Linked DNA regions of Macaca mulatta: region 2 is linked to region 1. Evidence: chromatin contacts called from public Hi-C data. All regions are on one chromosome and are shown on one strand. The core of a region is the stretch at or near the end of the contact, and the rest is flanking DNA. Distances in the headings are between cores, read along the strand shown.

Region 1 (6,558 bases), core at 3,070-5,569:
GGACCTCCTGGGAATCTGCTGGAAGAACTTACTGCAGCCCAACGGCAGGAAGGGTGGCAGATTCTGCTTCTTTTTAGCAGGTCTGGAGGCAGGACCCAGTGCAACTTGCTGCCTGCCACCCGCCACGGTTCCCAGAGCCATCCCCACCACAGGCTGCGGCTCGAGCACTGAACAGGGTGGTGTCAGCTCTGTGGCTGGCCATGGGTGCCCAGGGCCACCTCTGAGGTGTGGGTGCCAGGGTTCCAGGCTGGAGTGAGAGAAAGGGGTCAAGGTGAGTCGCCTCTTCAGCATGTCCAGGGGTTTAGACTGCACAAAAAGAGGACCCAGTGTCCCTTCACAGCCTGAGGCACTGGGCAGGGATAAAGCCTCTCTGCTAATCGGCTAATTGGAGACTGTGAGACAGATGTCCTTCCCACTTTACAAATTGGAAACTGAGGTTCAGACAAAGACAGGGACTCACCTGGCGTCACAGAGGGAGTTCGGGACAGAGGCCAGACTCAGCCCAGTGGCAGGTGGTGAAATGCAGCCCTGCCCTGCTCTAGCCTTTGTTCTCTGCCCCCTCCCTTCTCAGTGCTGGCCACTGTGAGGGACTAGGCTGCTGGGAGCCCTTAGAGGGGGCAGCACTTGGCCCTGATCGGGTTACCTGAGACCAGCAGCAGCCCATTCTTGGTGAGTGTCTAAGATTTCTGGCTTTTTGGAGATATAGCTGCTAAGAGTTTGGGGGGACAGGGACCCTCTCAGGGCCAGCTCACAGTGGGACCCCCGGGTAAGATCCCCCAGCTCTGAGGATGTGGGAAGGCTGCTGCTCTACCTCAGAGACTGCAGCATGACCTACATTGGTCAGACAGCAGAAAGGACTGCCAAGGACAGCTACAGGGCTAGATCGGGGAAGCCTGTGGTTCTGAGAAAATCCAGGCTGGTGAGAGGGGAAGCAGGGGCTTCTCTGGGGGAGAGGAAGGGGGCTGGGACCTCAGATACTGTCTTTTCAAAATTGATTTATTGGGTTTCATTGTAAAATGATATGTACTTATTAAAACCATTTCAGAAAAAATCTTGAGGGCAAAGGGGAAATTCCTCATCATCTTTCCATGCAGAGGAGGACCCAGTACTGAGAGAGGGTGACAGAGCCCACATCTGGGGAGTTGACACGAAGTGCTGCCTGCCATGCATTACACATTCTGGCTTCCCGGGGCCAGCGTGGCTGGTGGGAGCCGGGTGCCAGGGAACACTGCCATCCTTGGCAGCACTATGGGCCTTTAGGGTAGGGGTTCTGTGGAGGGTGTGGCTACAGTGTTGGCCTCCCTGCCTGCTCAAGTGTGGAGGGGAGGGAGGACTGCTGCCAACGCTCTGGACTTTGGGATGGGGATGGGCATGATTCTAGGGGAGCCCACCTCCATGGGCGGGGCATCCAGACAAAGCCCTGGCCAGTTCTGCAACATCCAAGTTCACGGGTGGTGGACAGGCCCGAGGGTTCAACATCAGGTCAGGGACCCTGTCTGGCTCCTTCCTTGGGCCCCAGTGCCAGGCACCCTGATGAGGGACGAAAAGAGGAAGGACAGGACACAGAGAGGGGAGCCCAAAGCCACTTGGAAGGATTCTTTTTCCAAACTATCCAATAAGCAGTTTTCGAACTGCTTCCCAGACCCAAGGGTTCTGGCAGGGGCGTGAGGGGCAGGTTGGGGTGGTGATGGGGGATGCACTGCCTTTCTATCTGGAACTTGAGCCTTATGGTATATTCAGGAAAAAGGCTTGAACCAGTGAAGTACTGATCTGGTGCAACAGACAGAAAGAGGGCCCAGAGAGGTCAGGGCTTGGTCCAACTCGCTCAGTGGTGGGGGTCTGCAGAGACTGCTTTCCTGTCCTGTGCTGTTGGCAGAACTTCAGCTTTGGGGCTTGAGGGGGAGTACGCAGTGGCAATTAGGACTCTGAGCTCTCAGTTGAGCTGGGGGAGACAGAAAAGAAGTTGGATCCTGGGGGAGTTAGTTGGATGTTGCAGACTGGACTGCAGAGCCTGGGGGTGTGGGCCATCCTGGGGTTTCGGGGGAGAGCGCTGAGGCTGCTCCGCAAGGGTTCCCGAGGCTCTCCATACAGGAAGGGGCGGTGTTGGGAAATGGGGATGAGGCCTGAAATTCAATCCCATGTGGGTTGAGTTATGATGTCATCTGACACCCTCTCACAGGGCTGCATCTACCCCAAGGAAGGGGCAAGTTTTTCTATGATGGGCACCTGGGGGGCTGTTTAGCTGGCGCTGCGTTTTTGTTGTTGTTGTTGTTTGTTTCGCTTTTTTTGTTTTTGCGTTTTTTGAGACGGAGTTTCGCTCCGTTGCCCAGGCTGGAGTGCAATGGTGTGATCTTGGTTTACTGCAACCTCTGCCTCCTGGGTTCAAGCAGTTCTCCTGCCTCAGCCTCCTGAGTAGCTGGGATTACAGACATGAACCACCACGTCCAGCTAATTTTGTATTTTTAGTAGAGCCGGGGTTTATCCATGTTGGTCAAGCTCGTCTCTGGAACTCCCAACCTCAGGTGATCTGCCCACCTCAGCCTCCCAAAGTGCTGGATTACAGGTGGGAGCCACCGCGCCCGGACTGGAGCTGTGTTTCTGTCGTAAGAACTTTGTTCTTACTTGGATTAGGTTTATCTTAGGGTGGTTTGGGGCAGACTGAGGGAGAATGGAAGGCAGAAACCACCCCCTCAGGACAACCACGTGGATCTCCTTAAGGTCTGGGTAGTGGAACTGGGCCCTCTGACCTTGGAGTTGGAGGGGAAGCTGTAAGCCACCCGCACCCTCACGCAGCTGTGACCAACAGGCACTGTCATCCGCATTCCCCTGCCCAACTCCCGTGCCCTGAGTCCTGTCCTCCAGGGCATTCCTACTGGCACTGCCCCAATCTCCCAAAAGATTCCAGGGATCTCTCTCTCTCTTTTTTTTTTTTTGAAGTCTTACTCTGTCGCCCAGGCTGGAGTGCACTGGCTGATCTCAGCTCACTGCAACCTCTGCCCCCTGGGTTCAAGCGATTCTCCTCCCTCAGCCTCCCGAGTAGCTTGGGATTACAGGCGTGCGCCACCACGCCCAGCTAATTGTTGTATTTTTAATAGACGGTGTTTTGCCATGTTGGCCAGGCTGATCTCAAACTCCTGACCTCAAGTGATCCCCCCGCCTTGGCCTCCCAAAGCGCTGGGATTACAGGCCTGAGTCACCGCACCCATCCATCCAGGGAATCTCTTTGCCCGGCCTTGGCCGACCCTGGCTCTCTTCCACCTGTCAGTCCCGACACAGATTCCCCATCTTTGGGTTCCTTCCTCCCAGGCTAAGGCACCCTGCCCCACACGTCTACTGAAGGAGCTTAGTGTTGGGGCCAGTGGGTGACTGGGTAAGGCTGGATTGTCAGGGCAGGCTGGGGTAGGGGAGGATGCATGGGGGACCAGTCTCTCAGCCGCTCTGGGCCTGTGCCGGAGGCGATCTGCCCCGCTGCCCGCCCTTCCGCCACCACCCGGGTCGCACGCGCGTGCCGGGGCCGACAGGCGCCAGGCCTCACCAAGCTACCCGCGGTCGTGGCGGCCCCTCGTGTCTCTGCGGAGGCAAGGCCGCTGGCTTCGCCAGGGGGCGCGCGTCGGGCTCGCGGCTCTTTGAACTGGGCCCCGCGAGGTCGGGGGGAACGCGCCATAGGTCTCGTGGCTTGCGTGGCGCCGCAGCAACGAGCCGGTCGCTGCGGAACTCTGCTTAGTCCGGGCCTCGCTGCGAGTAGGTGGGCGGCGCGGGGGGTGCTCCCTTGGCCAGGCGGGTGGAGGGAGGTGTGGGCGCCGCATCCCAGCGTCGCGGGGCCTCCAGGCGCGGGCAGGCGAGACTGGCGTGCGGCGCGGCGGCCTAGTCCCGGCGTCCCAGCGTCTCCCACTCCCGCAGGCGCCGAGCCGGGTCAGCCGCGCGGCTGCAGTGACACCCAGCGGCCGTCGCGGGAAGTGCGGGCGCCGCAGCCTGGCCTCCCGGGCTTGGGTCTCTCCAGGTTCCCACCCCGGTTACGCGCGGGCACCCCCGAGGAGAGCAGCCGCGCGCTGCAGATGCCCGCGGGGCACTTCCCCTGCCCCTCCCCCATTTCCTCCCCGCAGGCGCCCGAGCGCCGGGAGATCCTGCGCCACGGCAGTGCCCGGAAGGGCGGGGCGGGGTGCAGTAGCGGCGCTGGGCTGTGACCCGGGCAGTTTCACTTCTGGATCCCCCTCGGGCTGCGATGGGACAGCGTGGGGGCGGCGGGGGGACACGCGGGCATGCCGAGATCCGGCGCTCGGGACCCCGATGAGGGGAGGCCTTTTACTCCCGGGGTGTCACGCGACCCACACTTTCTTCCATGTCCACTCCCACCCCCCATGGGTTCCACTTTGCTGTCCCCCGAGCTGCCGCTCTTCCCCAGCAGCCACCGCCTCCGCCGGGGCTGCCGACCCCCGGAGAGGCCCCGAGCGGCGTGGGCGGCGGTAGGAGGGAGCTGTGAAGCCGCAGGCAGGGGGTTAGGCTGCGGGCTGCTGAGACGCCGAGCTGTTTCTCAGAAGTGCAGCTGCCCCTCCCCTCACACCCCCCTCACTCCCACCGCGCGCCGCACCCCTGCCCCCTCTCCGCCAGCCTCGCTTTCCTCTCCCAGGCACCCCAGCCGGGAATCTGGGGTCTGGGTCCACGCAGAATTAAGAGGAGAACCTGAGAAAGGGCAGGGACCAAGGGTTCAGACCCAGCCTCAGCGCGCATATTCCGAGCCTCCTACAATTCCACAGGTGAGGGGACCCTGTCCCCTACCCCTGGGGCCCAGGATTGGAATTTGATAGAGCAGTTAGGAAAATGGCCTCGAGAGAGAGAATCACGGGCCGGGCCACTGTTACTCTAGCTCCAGCGCCCAGTGAGGAGAGGAGGGAGAGGGAAGACCTAGAGCCCGGCTGGTTCAGTGAGGTTGAGGCCAGTCTTAGGAGTACCAGCTGGAAGGCCCTTCAGAGATCCCTGACTCTGGGGAAAATCAACGCCCAGAAGGGAAAGTCAAGTGTCTGGGCTCATGCCGAGAGGGAGAGCGCTGGGATTGGAACCAGACTCCAAATACTCGCGGGAGTCTGCGACTGTCTTTTGCTTGGGACTTCAGAGCTTTGCTGGATTCACTGACTCTGCCTGCTTTTCCCCAACACACACAAACACACACACACACACACACACACGAGACATGTGCACGCACACACAGACACACAGGCAGACAGACACAAACACAGACAGACATGCAGAGAGAGAGACAGGCGCAGATGGAGACAGACACTCACACGCAAAGAGACACACAGCTCCCCAGGAGTCTAGCGGGGCAGCTGAGGTCTGTGAGTGAGACATTCTCAGGGAGACACTGAGAATGCAATTCCAGTGGGGGTGGGATGGGGATTGGGCGGTGGAAGGACAAGCCTGGGGGAGGAGGTGGCATCGCCCCCCTAGTTCCCATCCACCACCACCCCCAGTGCTGTGGTTTATTTGCCTAGGCAGCTCTTCTGGGCCAGGGGGCCAGGGGACTGGGGTGGAGAGGCAAGGTGATGGGAAAAGCTGTTCTGGGGCTTCCTGCCCCCTCACTCCTGGGGAAGGGGGGCAGCTGCCATCACCCGCAGGCCTTTCCACTGCAGCCCTTTCCTTGGGTATGTGTGTGTTATTCTGGGGGAAGGTCTGTTATTTGGGGGGAAGGGAGGCAGCTGCCTACTTCACAGGTCAAGACAGAGTTAAAAACAAAACCACAGCAAATTCAACACCCCGTGTCCTTCAGGGACTTTCCATGACACCTTCCTTCCCCCCTCTCCCCCAAGCCAGGGAGCACCTCCCCAGAGGGCCTCCCCACCCCAGGTGCAGTGGCTTTTGGCTTTTATGCAAACAACCGTCTGATCCGGGAATGCTCCACAGCCCAAACTGTGGCCTGGGCCGAATGCACCCCTCCACCATCCCTTGGGCCAGTGTTTCTGGTCTTCCTGGAGCTGTCACCTCCACTCTTCCTCAGACCCTGGATTCTGAGGGACAGGATATGAGGGCAAGGAGCTAGGTCCTTTCCCCCTGCCTGCCCTCGGGTGGCAGTTGCCTGCAGGTGGAGGCTTGGGCACAGCAGCCTAAGTGAATGTTCCTGGGTTTTGAGTGATGGAGGAGGGGGAGGAGGGTGCAGGTGTGGGGTGGCCTCCACTGCCAGGTCCACCACCCTCTAGGGCATCGAATTACCTACCAAGAATCAGGAAGGAAAACTCTTCTCAGCCCGGGAGTCCATTCAACCCCAACGCCGGCTTGAGTCTCCAGTCACTGTTTGCTGGCAAAGGGGGTCAGGGTCTCCCTGTCTCCCTCTCTTCTGCCTGAGCTGCTTCTGCTTTGGGAAGGGATTGAGGATGGAGAAGGCCATATAATCTTCTCTCCAGGGCTGAAAACCAGCTACTGAGGGGCCGTTTTTGAATGTATTCAGTGCTAAAATGCAAAGGCAGGGTGCCATGCCATTCCTTTCTCCTCCTCAGCTTGAGCAAGACTCCAGTAGGAGACCCTCAACCAGTTCGGACATTTTGGGGTACTGATGGGAGGGAGATG
Region 2 (6,938 bases), core at 2,514-5,013, 110 kb after region 1:
AGTGGGAGCTAAATACTGGGTACACATAGACTGTTATGAGTTAATGTGACCCCCAAATTAGACACTGGGAACCCTAAAATGGGGAAGGGTGGGAGGAGGGCAAGGGCTGAAAAACTACCTATAGGATACTATGGTTGTTATTTGGGTGACAGGATCAATAGAAGCCCAAACCTCAGCATCACATAATATACTTATGTAAGAAACCTGCACATGTACCCCCTAAATCTAATTTTGTTAAAATTGGCTTTAAGTGACAGTGTAGCAAAAAATATCCAATAACATTTTTGTTTTCCAAGCTTTCTTTTTCAATTATACAGCTTAAGTGTTAAAAAATTACTGAGTTTTATCAAATAATTACTAGCCCCAATCTCCTACTTTAAAAATTTATTTAAATAAAATGCATCACAATAAACATAATAAAAAGTACTTTTTCAGCACTATTTTAATTGAATGCAACAAATTCTGAGGGCCTTCTATGAACCGGAAACTGTCCTTGGCACTCAGTGTACAAAAACAAGACACAGTCTCTGCTCTCCAGAAGCTTAAAGACCAGAGGCGCAATAAACACCTAAATCAATAAATAATTTCAACACAATGTGGTAGAAGTATACACAGAAAGGAGAGGCCCTTGGCCAAGGTGAAGGAACATGAGAGAGTGGGTAGGGGTGATCACCAGAAGGCACTAGGAGGAGGTCATCAGAAGAAGGTCATCGTAGAGCCTTCATGGCGATGATGCCTGAACAGAGTCCTGAAAGATGAGCAGGCATAACCAAGTAGAGAATGGGTGAACATAATAGTAAAGACATGGAAGCGTGAAATAGCATACTGGATTATAGGAAGCACAAACAGGAATTTTGAAAAAATATGTTCTACCAGGACGCCATGGCCTTTCTCTGGCTTTTGTTTCTTAAAACCTTTGTATGTCGTCCTCCATAGGCTCACAACTGAGGACAAACAGATTCCATCAACTACAGGCTTTATGTCCGTTAATCTCAGCCATCCAGAACATGGAAAGGGACCTGAAACAAAAAACTACTACCAAACAATCTATGTGGTAAGAAATATAAGCTAACATCAAGAAGGAGACAAAAATTGTACAATATCCTGGGTATATTTGGTGTAGGGGCATTCAGCTTTACATCACTCAAAACCCCTGTGAGAATATATTATGGAATAATACATGATCTGATGGTCAGAACAGTAACTCAGAGTTGCAGAGATAAACTTATCTCTTGTGTACCTTGCTTATAAAGCAGGGGGCTGTGTAATAAATATACTTAGAAAAATTTTTACTCAATATTGTTAAAAATAAAAATGTTTTACATTAAATAAGAAGTCTGCCATTACCTGTGAAATTCATGTTTGTGAACCGCCTCATTTCCTGACCATAACAGACAGAAGAGATGTTATAGTACAAATAATAAAATTTAGTGATTCATAAAGAGTCTTTGGGTAGAAAATATTTAAGGTCACAGATTGTGAGAAAATTAAAAAGCTATAGCTTCTGATTTAGTATATGCATTAAATCTTCATTTCTACAAGATTTCTATTTCAAAAGTTTATTCATCTGACATCTTCATACACAGAAAGTCTCAATACATTAATTAAAAGATAAATGAATTTGCTAAATGACTTTATATGTTGAATGAATTATATTCAGTATTGCATTGTAAAATAAACTGTTATGAATCAATGTGACCCCCAAATTGGGCAGAAAATAAAAGCATTCCATGAAGTATTCTACTTTCTTACATTGCCAAGAGAGGTATACACTACAGACCAAATCTCTATTCTAGACTTAAATCAAAACCACAAGATGATATAAAAATATTTTAAATATCAAAAACATGGGACAGATTAGTCAATTTTGGGTAGCCATAATGAACTAGGTATTTTACCACATCAAACACTCTATCCTCAAGGACCTGACATTAATATAGCCAAATTCACATAATTAACCTCTTTTTAAAATTTAAATGTTAAAGTTTTTGCATTAAGCATAATCTACACTCTCTCCATGGACCTATAAATTTAATCTAATCATGTAAACACAACTTTTAAAAATTATTGATCTATATTCTCTTTCCATTTATAGTCTACACATTGTAAATTAAATTCTACACAAGTTTTCATTCTTTTCTTCTTAAGCGAGTCTTCATCCAGGCTTATTAAATATCTGTGTTAGTACACCAATAACCTAAGATATGTTTCTTTATTCTATATAATAAGATTAGTTTCTTAATTTTACATTAAATAAATGAATTTGGAAGTATTAACATTTATAGAGAAATACTCCAGTTTCTATGGATTTACATGATTCTGTACATTATCCTTGATATGTGGTATGGTTAAGGCTAGGAAAAATAGTGTCGGAGTACTGATTTATAATTTCATAAAAACAAATTAATCATTTGTAATAATTAAAGCATAAGAGCTTTTTAAAAATTATTTTTCCCATAGTATACAACAGCCCGACTTTTTTTCCTTGCTATTGGCCAATAAAACCTTTGTTAAAAATTACACTTCAATAGACCATTATTTAAATGTTAAAAATGCAAAATTTTTTAAGTTTTCAATCCCTAATTTAAAAAATTAAAAGCATAAATTTTTGATATTTTAATAACTTAATATACTCTAGAAATAAAGCTGCCAAAGATCAGTTCATTGTTAATTAGAGATCCTCCCATTATTATGAAGAAAATATTCACAATCTTCATATTTATCAAAGTAACATTTTAGTTAGGTGTCAATATCTCATTTTTAATAGAATGAAATTCTGAATTTCATAATCCCACCATCCCCCCAGTTGAGATGCATTTGCCATTTTCAAGGTTTTAGAAACACTTGTTGAAAAGACCACTGAAGAGTTTACAGTAGCAGTGTGAAATTTTAGGTATCCCAAGGAAGTATAGAATGAAAAATGTTTGAGAAGCGAGGATAGCGTTACGACTTTCAAAATTAATTAACATGAAACTCCTAAAGTAAACCTGATTTTTGCGTTGGGTAAAGAAGACTCTTAGAAGATCGAATCCCAAGGGAACTGCAAGTGCCAACCGCTTTAAAATGTACCTTTCCCAGATGACACCATTTACCCTTGTAAGAAAACAAGTTACTCAGATTAGCGTAATTCCAATGAACACTGAGGCCACGAAGGAAAAAATATCCAAAAGTGTTGGTTATTCCACCCCCAGATTTGCAGCCGTTTCAGGGACACCCCTTAAGTGCTCTTCCTCTGCAGATGTAGGGTAGACCCCCCATGTCTGACAACCCTTTAGAAATAAAATTGCAAAGAAGTTATCACTTTCCAAAGGGCGGGGGAAGGACAAGTGAGAGACGTACGAGAACCGACGCGCTTTGTCCTCTGAAATACCTCATATTTACTTTTGACAAAAGAAATAAATAGAAGCAAAACCGAGATTCATAAGAAACTCTTTCTGCTGCTTGCACAGGCCAAGCTTCTCAAAGACCCCGGAGAAAAGAAGCGCGCTGGAGGCTCACCTTCCATGTCGCTGCCCGGCCCGGCTGGAGCTGCCGCTGTGGCTACCCGGCCTCTCCACGTGCTCCTGCCGTCGCCTGGACTCAGCGCGCAGCTGGCGGGAGATTCCCGGCACGGGGAGTCCCCGGGATCCGGCCGCCGCGTCGGCGCAGACTGAAAGGGGCAGGAGCCGGCGACCTGCCGGTGCGCGGGGTTACAGCGGCGCTGGCTGGCGGCTGCTTTAAAGGACGCTGGCCGTGGAGTGCGGCGGGTTCCGCACCTCCAGCCCCCTTTTGAATGTCAAACCCAAGGAACCCCGACAGGATGGAAATGGCGCATCACTAAATTGTCTCAAAATGTCTATTTTAGAAGGATAATGGATGAGAAAAGTAATATCACACGGAGGGTGGGGGGTCAGCCTCGCTTTCTTGGCAAGCTCAAGTTCAAAGACGTTTATTTTAAATTGAGGGAGATCTGGAACTTTTTGTCTAGATTCTGTGATAACAGCCGTGGAAAGTATCAATGAGAACTCCCTTCTTTCAAAGTATTTTTTTTTTCCTTCCTCACTTTTTCATTTCACATGGTAAAAGTTTTTTATCCAAGTTTTCAGAAAGACAGTTGGATTTTGGCACTTTTATCAATTCAACTTTTTAATTTTTGGAAGCAATTATCTCACTTTTATTTTCCCTCTGGGAACTGCTTGGTTTATTTGCCACCACTCACACAATACTACCCACTCTATATAAATAGAGTGAGTGTTTTATAGAGTGTGTTGATTTTCTCCCAGCCTGCCTTCTTCCAAATAGACACCTTACAAAAATACGTACAGGATGTACCAGAAAATTAATCAAAGAAAGTAGAGCTAAGGGTTGAAGGTGGGGGCAGTAAGATAGTAAAATTAACTTAAAGATGTTAGTATACAGATATGTATCAGTCAACATCTTCTCCCAACATCCTCCCTACTGTCCAGAGGTAAAGCACACATTGGACTGCAGAGAGAGGAAAGGGGAAGTGACCACAAAACTGTTTTTCAAAGCAGAACTTTTCTTCACATTGAGGTTTAAGTGACATTGTTCAGGTGAGCCCTTCTAAAGATGCCCAGAGTGTTGGACAATATACGAATGAGTCTCAAAAGGCCACCGTCTCCGCTATTAGAAAATTATATGAGTGTATACAAATATATTTGAAACTTAAGGTTGAGGGTTTGTGCATCAGCTGACCATATCAGAAGAAACCCACACTTACAAGTTAAAGTATAAATGCTGTAATTTTATGAATTGTAGTTTTAACAAGAGTACGTCGTTGGTATAGGCAGTCTATGTGATGTCTGTATATATAAATATATTTAAGTGGGTGAAAAACTACACTGGCTTTAAGCACCACAGTAGCATCTCTATAACTGCATGAGTTGGGAGTTCTGCAGGATATCAATTTTGGAGAAATACTCTAAACACTAGGTCTAATTTTAGTACTGAAAGGGGAAATTTGTTGTTTGTTAGTTTCTAGAAGCAAAAATAGCACATCAAAAGTAGCAGAAGAGGAACTGTAAAATTTCACAAGGATGGTATGAGGATGAAAACTTATTTGGTTATTAAAAAGCTGTGGGCCAGGCGCAGTGGCTCACACCTATAATCCCAGCACTTTGGGAGGCCAAGGCAGGTGGATCACGAGGTCAGGAGTTCGAGACCAGCCTGGCCAACATAGCGAAATACTGTCTCTACTAAAAACACAAAAATTAGCTGGCTGTGGTGGCGCACGCCTGTAATCCCAGCTACTCAGGAGGCTGAGGCAGGAGAATCGCTTGAACCCTGCAAGCGAAGGTTGAAGGGAGCCAAGATCATAACACTGCACCCCAGCCTGGGCAACAGAGTGAGACTTCATCTCAAAAAAAAAAAAAAAAGTTGTAAGGAAACTTTATGATTTTCCATTACGATGTTCTCTGTATATTTGACAGTAGAATGTGTTAGTACTCTGTAAATAGTTCAATACTGAGTATTTCAGACTCCTGAGAGTGATACCTAAGTGGATTGAAAGTGGATTGGTAAAATAATTTATGTAGCTACTCCATCTTCAAGGAGATGTAGCATAAATCCCCACTGTTTAAGTGTGGGTGCACAAAGTGACTTCATTCCGAAGAGTATAGTATGAAAGCGGGGGAATAAACTGACAGTGGAGAAACCTAACAAACAGTACCTCAGCCAGCAGACCAAGGTTAACATCAAGTGATAAGGCATGTTGATAGTATGTCTCCTTGATATGATGTGATGAGAATGTCATTTTATCTCTGTAATCTTCATCCTAAGAACCCATAGTTCCAGTCTAATATGCAGAAAGACAAAATTCCAGTAGAGAGGCATTCTACAAAATACCTCACCAGTTAAAGCCAGGTCAAGACCTTCAAAAACAAGAGAAGTCTGACCCAGCCAAGGGGAATCTAAGGAGATACAATGACTATAGGTAATGTGGGATCCCGCATGAGATCCTGGAGCAAAAACAAACAAACAAACAAACAAAAAGAAACGGGGTGGAGAGGTCATTGAATAAAAAAGTAAGGAAATCTGAATAAAGTTTGGACTTCAGTTAATAGTAATGTATCAATATTGGTTCATTAATTGTAAGAAATGTACCATACCAATGTAAGATGTCAGTAATAGGGAAAATCGGGAGGGAGTATGTAAAAACTCCCTGTACTGTTTTTGCAATTTTTCTGTAAATATAAAACTCTTCTAAAATAAAAAGTTTATATAAAAAGAGTGGATGGGTACTTCTGACAGACAACTATTACTCATTTGGTTAAGTCTCCTCTCATAGGATTTAGTTTATCACACAGGATTTACAAGGATCAATTACTTACCAAAAACCGAGAAGCCAATAAAACACACTGTGGATTTATAATGTACTTTGACAAAAACTGGAATGACGAACTTGTAGGGAATCAAGATAATGCCTAAATCTGTCTTCATTATCATTACCTTAAGAAGAGAGCAGTTGAGACCAGACCATGAATCCAGACATGGTAACTGACAATGGGTGGATCTGACTCACTGAGTCACATTTCATGGCTTATGCTATATAGGTAAAATTAACAGTGACTAAAAATGAAATTACTGACAAAGGTTGCTCCTGGACCATATGAGATAGTCCAAGTACTGACTCGGCTCAAAGGAAATAAAACCGAAAACTCTTGATCTCACCCAAAATAACCATTCTGCACCCTGTCTGAACCTTGGGCTCTCTCTACTAACCAGCCTACTCAAAACCACTACTGAGGGTGGTGTCCCGCTGCTAAGAAACAGACAACGCACAGGGCCTTTCGGGTCACCAAACTAGTAGCCAAGAAGGAACCATCAAAGACGAGGGCATGATCCCCTTTGGAGCTCCCTGATCTTGACTAATCATTCATCCCTACAGAAAAAGCCAATCTGGCTCTTGCCTTACAACTGGGCCCATTTTTAAAGCAAGG

Evidence for each region. A called contact is a pair of places that touch in the nucleus more often than the background predicts.
Region 2: a Hi-C map of blood shows a contact between it and region 1, with 4 times the contacts expected there. The contact joins the promoter of IKZF3 here to the enhancer-like site in region 1. A contact is called at or near these places in 4 of 14 Hi-C or Micro-C datasets (CD4 T cells, blood, cortical neurons and 1 more).

What each region holds. Positions count from the first base shown.
Region 1 is chr16:64,105,007-64,111,564 of T2T-MMU8v2.0, forward strand. No RefSeq gene overlaps it. Among named protein-coding and RNA genes, the nearest start is that of GRB7, 16 kb to the left of the region's middle. Within about 2 kb of position 4,320, at least 23 of the 40 cell types and tissues checked have an H3K27ac peak or open chromatin away from gene starts, as enhancers often do. A contact at or near this core is called in blood, where this site is marked.
Region 2 is chr16:64,210,916-64,217,853 of T2T-MMU8v2.0, forward strand. It overlaps IKZF3 (IKAROS family zinc finger 3), which reads right to left and starts at 3,764. Exons shown (of 9, transcript XR_013406651.1): 1 at 3,499-3,764.